Linked DNA regions of Athene noctua: region 1 is linked to region 2. Evidence: chromatin contacts called from public Hi-C data. All regions are on one chromosome and are shown on one strand. Each heading gives the region's core, a stretch centred on a gene start, on an enhancer-like site or on the middle of the called end of the contact. The rest is flanking DNA. Distances are from core to core; before and after follow the strand shown.

Region 1 (2,889 bases), core at 157-2,656, 200 kb after region 2:
TGGAGTGACTTTGGCACTTGTGTGTGTTATGTGTCAAAGAATTTCAGTAAATACTTTTTTAAAAGCTCAGCTTATTCAACACTTGTGTATTTTTCTGCTTGAGACAAGAAAATAGATTAAGAAACAGCCACTGAATTCTCCTTGGTTCCTAACCACCGAAGACTAAATAATATTCACCGAAAAATGACCCACAGGCAACAATAGGAAATATTTTAATAGTTCCAGATGTATTTCTTAGCATTCTTTCCCCAGTGGTTGTATAATGAATGAGATACCTACAGAAAGTATAACATTAACCTCTGTTTCACCTTCCTGCCAGATTTCGAGCATCTGGGAAAATAAGAGGGAAGATTTCTTGAGCCTGGGGGAATCTTTTCACATTTCTTCTGATAATGCTAAACTGATTATGTTTATGGTCCATCACTTATTGCTCTATAAGTTTATTTTTGTTTATAGCTCATTGATAGTAAGAAAGCACCTATCTCATGAACTAAAAACAATCACTGTAGACTTTTCCCATTTCTGTGGGATCACAATATCTTCTTTTCAATCTGTAGCTATCACAGCCTTGAGTTGTTTCTGCTCATCAGAGTAAGTAAAATACAGTGAGGAGGTAATAAAGCAATATATTAAAGTCAGACAAGGGAATAAGGGATATTTCATTACCCCGTCTGTCAGACAAGTCTCTCAATCTTGGTACCAGTTGAATCTTACTTAACTCTCACTTGCTGGAAGGGCAGAGAGGATTTCTTCTTTTTTAGAAATATTTTAATTTTTTTTGTATTTAACATTTAAAGAGTCTTAGGGGCAGATCTTGAGCCTAGGTAATTTATCCTGGCTCTGCTGTCTTCACCAGAGCCCAGAGAGTTTCCTCAGTTGAGCATCCGTCCCACCTTGAGTTTCACCATAAAGGGGAGGAGATTTGGATCAACTTTTCTGGACTTGCAGATGCTTGTCCAGCCAAGAAACCCTTTCTACCAACAGAAAAATCGGTCATCTCTCTGTAACACTGACTAAACGCCGCACTACTTCCAAATGAGAGAATGGGGAGGCAGAGGACAGAGAGAAGAGAGTAGAAAAATAAAGCTCTTGGACAAGATAAGAGAGCTGAAAAGCAAGGACATTTCTACAGACTTACTGTTGCAAGCGAGGAAAGTGCCATTCGATTCCATTGCTGCAAAACAAGCCGATGTGCAGCAGCAGAAAAGGCTCCAGGAAAACAGCTGTGCCCAGATGTTAGGGCTGGCCCGGGGTGGAAGCCAGACCGGCCAGGCTCCCCCTGCTCTCTGCTCCAGTAATCCCCAACGTCAGCTCCCTTCGGAGAGGCCTCCTCCTTCGCCTTGGCTGGAAATGCGTCTTCGCTATGACTCCTCATTTATCTCTCTCCCGCATCCGCAGGCCACCGCCTGCCCAGCGCATCGACTGAGGCCAAGCGCCCGAGCCCCAGCGCCGCGCTGGCCCTGGCTCCTCCCTGCTGAAATCTGGCGTCTTCACTGCTGGCCCAGCCTCCTGCATTTTGCTACCGCCGCAGCTTGACAACGATGCTTCTTTTCCTGCTGCTGGCACGTTTTCACGCTCCGTTCCTTTCTGGCAAGGCTTCCAGAAGACACGGAGTGCTGCAGATCTCTCCTTCACGGTCCCCAAATCAAGGAAAAGGCCTTGAACAGATGCCAGTGGTCAGAGTCTAGGTCTAAAGAGCTTTTAGACACTGGTGGGGGCAGATTTCTTTTTTCAAGGGGAAAAAAAAAAAAAAAAAGAAAAAGAAAAGAAAAACAGGTCAGAGTTTGCCAATGTAGAAATAGAAGCTGTAACCACAAACACTCACAGAGGCATGAGCTCAAAGCAGAAGTTACAAGCTTTGCATTTGAGACAGCAAGACAGAAAGCAGAAAAACCTGCATGATCCACGGGCTTTTACTGGGTGGAACCGATTTCTTCCACTCTGTCCCCTACTCTTGAATTAGATATTTTTAAGGGTGGAAAGATGATGCTGGCAAACAGGGAGGGGGAATGAAAGGGAATCTAGTGTGGGAAAATAAAGTTTCCCTCTACTTGAATATTTGGGGGAGGTTTTCAGTTATTGTTTTTCTGTTGTTTATTTCCATTTCTGGTTATCTTGATGCAAACAATTGATGGAGTTTTTGGCAGATTCAAAGGCCTCGCTCCTCAGCAGCTGTAAACCTGGCAGCTCCACTGACAGAAAAGTCTCTCTCTGATGGTGACAGATATGGGACACACATGGTAAAAAATACTTTGGGACTAGGACTGTTTGTCCCTCCCTGCCAGAACTGGGCAGCTCCTTTGACAGCCCAGATGTTGCTCTCAGATAGCTTTACAGTCCACAGATATAAGGCTGCTGCCACCACCTAAGAAAACTACCCTAATATAGCAAAATTCCCCATGCTAGTATAAAAATCACAAAACCAAACAAGTGGAGAAAAAAAAAGCAGAGATTCAGCTCATGACTCCTCAAAAGCCCACTCTCTACCTCATGGACACCAGTATGGCATGGGGGGGCTCATCTCCCACTAGACACTTTCCAAAGGACCCACAAAGGAGCAGCCCTTTTGCAAACTCACAGACAAGGAGACATTGACTTGGGCAGGGGCAAACTGTTTGGCAGCAAGGTCAGGTGCTGGCAGACAGGAGAGCAGCTGGAGGCACCCAAGAGATTCCTCGTACAGCCTTAAAAGCCTCAAGGCAATGGGACCGTAAGGCAGGGGGATTTCTGGAGGACACCATGAAAACCCCTCACCCTTTCAGCTGATGGGGAAGAGCACTGGAGGGAGTGTACAAGAGGCTGGTGGATGAGTCAGCCAGACTGGAAACTCCAGCCATTTAGGCTGCTTTGAGCGCTGTGGGTCCTTTCTGTCACCCTAAACTGAGTCAT
Region 2 (2,700 bases), core at 10-2,509:
GAAGCGGGGCACATATGCTGTGCGGTCTCCTGATGCACCAGCAAACAGCAGTATTGGGAATTCCTGGAGAGTCAGACACGCTTTTCAAGATGCTCAAGGAAAAAAATAAAAAGTACTTTCTCTGAAAGAATCTGCCAAGACTGCCCTTGGTACTTTCTAGTCACACACTCACCTCTGAAAAACACCTCATGGCCACTTGTAAAAATATTTCACTCCCCACACCTCCTCCTCAGACAACTTAGACCTGTTCCCGAAGGAAACCAGCTCCTGCTCGGCCCAGCGAGGACACAGTAGGACTGGGGAGGCGGGCTAGGGAGAAAGGGCGCACAAACCCCTTTCCCGCCTCCCTAAGGCCTCACAGCTCCGAGGGCCCCTTCAAATGAGCGAGGGCCGCCCCGCCCCGCCCCGCCCCGCCCCGCCCCGCCCCGCCCCGCCCCGCCCCGCCCCGCCCCGCCCCGCCCCGCCCCGCCGCTGGCCCCGCCCCCTCCTCGCGGTAAAGGGGGAAGAAAGCCTTTTGTACGCAGCAACAATAGCCGCCCCCAGCGCCCCGCCACGCCCCGCCCCCAGCGCGCCGGCTCCGCAGGCGCCTCGCCCCGCCCCCGCCGCCGTGGCCACGCCCCCGCCGCCGTGGCCACGCCTCCTTGTTTACCGCGCAGCGGGGCCCGGGCGCTGCCCGCTCCCCGCCTCCATGTTGGAGCGTCCCGCGGCGCGGGGGCGGGGCGGGGCGGGGCGCGGGCCGCGCCGGGCGGGCTGACAGGCTGCGAGCGCGGCGGCGGGGCTGTGGCGCAGCGCGGGGAGCGCGGCCGGGGCGCGCGGCGCGGCTCGGCTCGGCCCCTTTCCCCTCCCTTCCTCCCCTTGCACCGCGCTTCCCTCCGCGCCCGCGCACGGCGGCGGCCCGTGACCCGGGAAAGGGGGGCGGAGGAGGAGGAGGAGGAGGAGGAGGAGGAGGAGGAGGAGGAGGAGGGGGCGGCGCGGCGTCGCTCCGCTGAGCCCGCAGCGCTGCCCGCGGGAAGGGGGGTGGGGGGGAGGGAGGGCCGGGGCGGAGGTGTGAGGGGGGCCGGGGCCGGGGCCGGGGCCGGGGCAGGGGGGCGCGGGGATGAGATAAGCGAGGAGGAGGGCGGCGGCGGCGGGGGGGGGTATGTAGGGAGCGGGAGGCTGTACCGGGGGACGCGCTCGGGGGAGGCCCCGCGGGGCGGCTCAGGTGGATGCGGGGGGCGGTGTGAGGCGGGGGCTGGCTGCGGGGGGAGGTGCGGCGCGGAGGGCCGGGGGCACTTCCCCCGCCTCGGGAGGCGGCGGCGGCGGCTCCGGCGGGGGCTCGGGGGGGACGTTGCGGAGGGCTTCCCGGAAGGGTGAATTGGATTAATTACTAGTTTTTTTAAGGGGGGGGTTGATTCGCCTCCCCCCCCCCCCTCCCCCTCCGCCTCCGTGGAGAATTGGCGCCTGGAGGAGGCGGCGGTGGCAGCGCTACCGGAGGGGCCCCTAAGCGCGGTGCTCCCCCCTTCCCCCCCTTCCCCCTTCCCCCCCCCCCCCCCCCAGCTTGGCTTCGCTCCTGGAGGAGTTGTGTTTTTTTGTTGTTTGTTTTTTTTTTTTTCTTTTTTAAATACAAATCAGCATATTGATTTTTAAACAAACAAACAAATCCCCCCCGCACACAAGCCTGCCTCTGGGAGGGAAATAGCCAGGTGGAATCTCACTCTGTTTCCATGGACAACCCGTCCATTATCACCCAGGTGACTAACCCCAAAGAGGAGGAGATCCTATCCTGCACTCAGGATAAAGGTGAGCTGCCTTCTCTCTTTCTTCATGTTTGTTTGTTTTTTTGGTGTTGTGTTTTGTTTTTTTCTGGAAATCACTGCTTAAAAATGCACGTAGTAACAACTTGCATTCTTCAGCGACCATATAATCGTCTCTCTAGGCTGCTGGGAATAGAGGAGGGCTTGTTGGGTTGGTTTTTTTTTTTTTGTGGGATGAAAATATTTGCATGAAGGGCGCTGAAACTACTTGCTGGATACAGCTGAGAACTTGTTACAGCATTTGAATATTAACTTTAATCAGCAGTTATTTAAATAAAATACTCTTGCTCCTTGAGGGTCGATGAGGTAACTTCGTAAGGTGGTCACTATGCAGTTAGTACCCTGCTTCAGGGAGGGGATACCTGTGCTGGATGTGGTGGAAGGTTTTGGAGTCTGCTGAAAGTTTTAAGATTTTTTCCCCAATTTTTTCGCAAGGAAAGGTTTCCTGATTACCCTCTTTTTTCCTCTATTTCTTCATAACTAACATTTAAGAATCTGTAGCTTTCAGGTTTGTTGTTGGAGCATACTTGTGCGTCTCAGAAAGAAACATGGGCTACTTCTAAGAGCAGGCTCTCTTATACTCTGGAGATAAGTAGTTGTTGCTTTGCATAAGACATCACACTTGTTACATTTTACTCCAAAATAAGAGGAATTCAGCTTGGCCGGAGGAGCTGCTGCTCCTCAAAAGTCTAGGTGGTGATGATTGCCCTTAACCTCGTTTACTTTCAGAAGCTCAGAGGCATCTTGGGCTGTAAGTGGTTTTGTCCTTGCAGTTGGCGATGAGAAGGGTATGGGTAAGTGGCAGGGTTCAAGTTCTGGGGAGTTGTGTGTGATTCTTCCAGATTTTGGAAGTTATTTGGATTTTGAGTTTATGCCTTGTTACAGGCAGTGCTGGTAGAAAAGGGAG

Evidence for each region. A called contact is a pair of places that touch in the nucleus more often than the background predicts.
Region 1: a contact with region 2 is called in a Hi-C map of liver, with 4 times the contacts expected there. The contact joins the promoter of PLCD1 here to the promoter of CTDSPL in region 2. A contact is called at or near these places in 2 of 2 Hi-C or Micro-C datasets (heart and liver).

What each region holds. Positions count from the first base shown.
Region 1 is chr2:108,228,618-108,231,506 of bAthNoc1.hap1.1, forward strand. It overlaps PLCD1 (phospholipase C delta 1), which reads right to left and starts at 1,407. Exons shown (of 15, transcript XM_074899849.1): 1 at 1,139-1,407. The coding sequence starts at 1,172.
Region 2 is chr2:108,027,182-108,029,881 of bAthNoc1.hap1.1, forward strand. It overlaps CTDSPL (CTD small phosphatase like), which reads left to right and starts at 1,260. Exons shown (of 7, transcript XM_074899843.1): 1 at 1,260-1,779. The coding sequence starts at 1,704.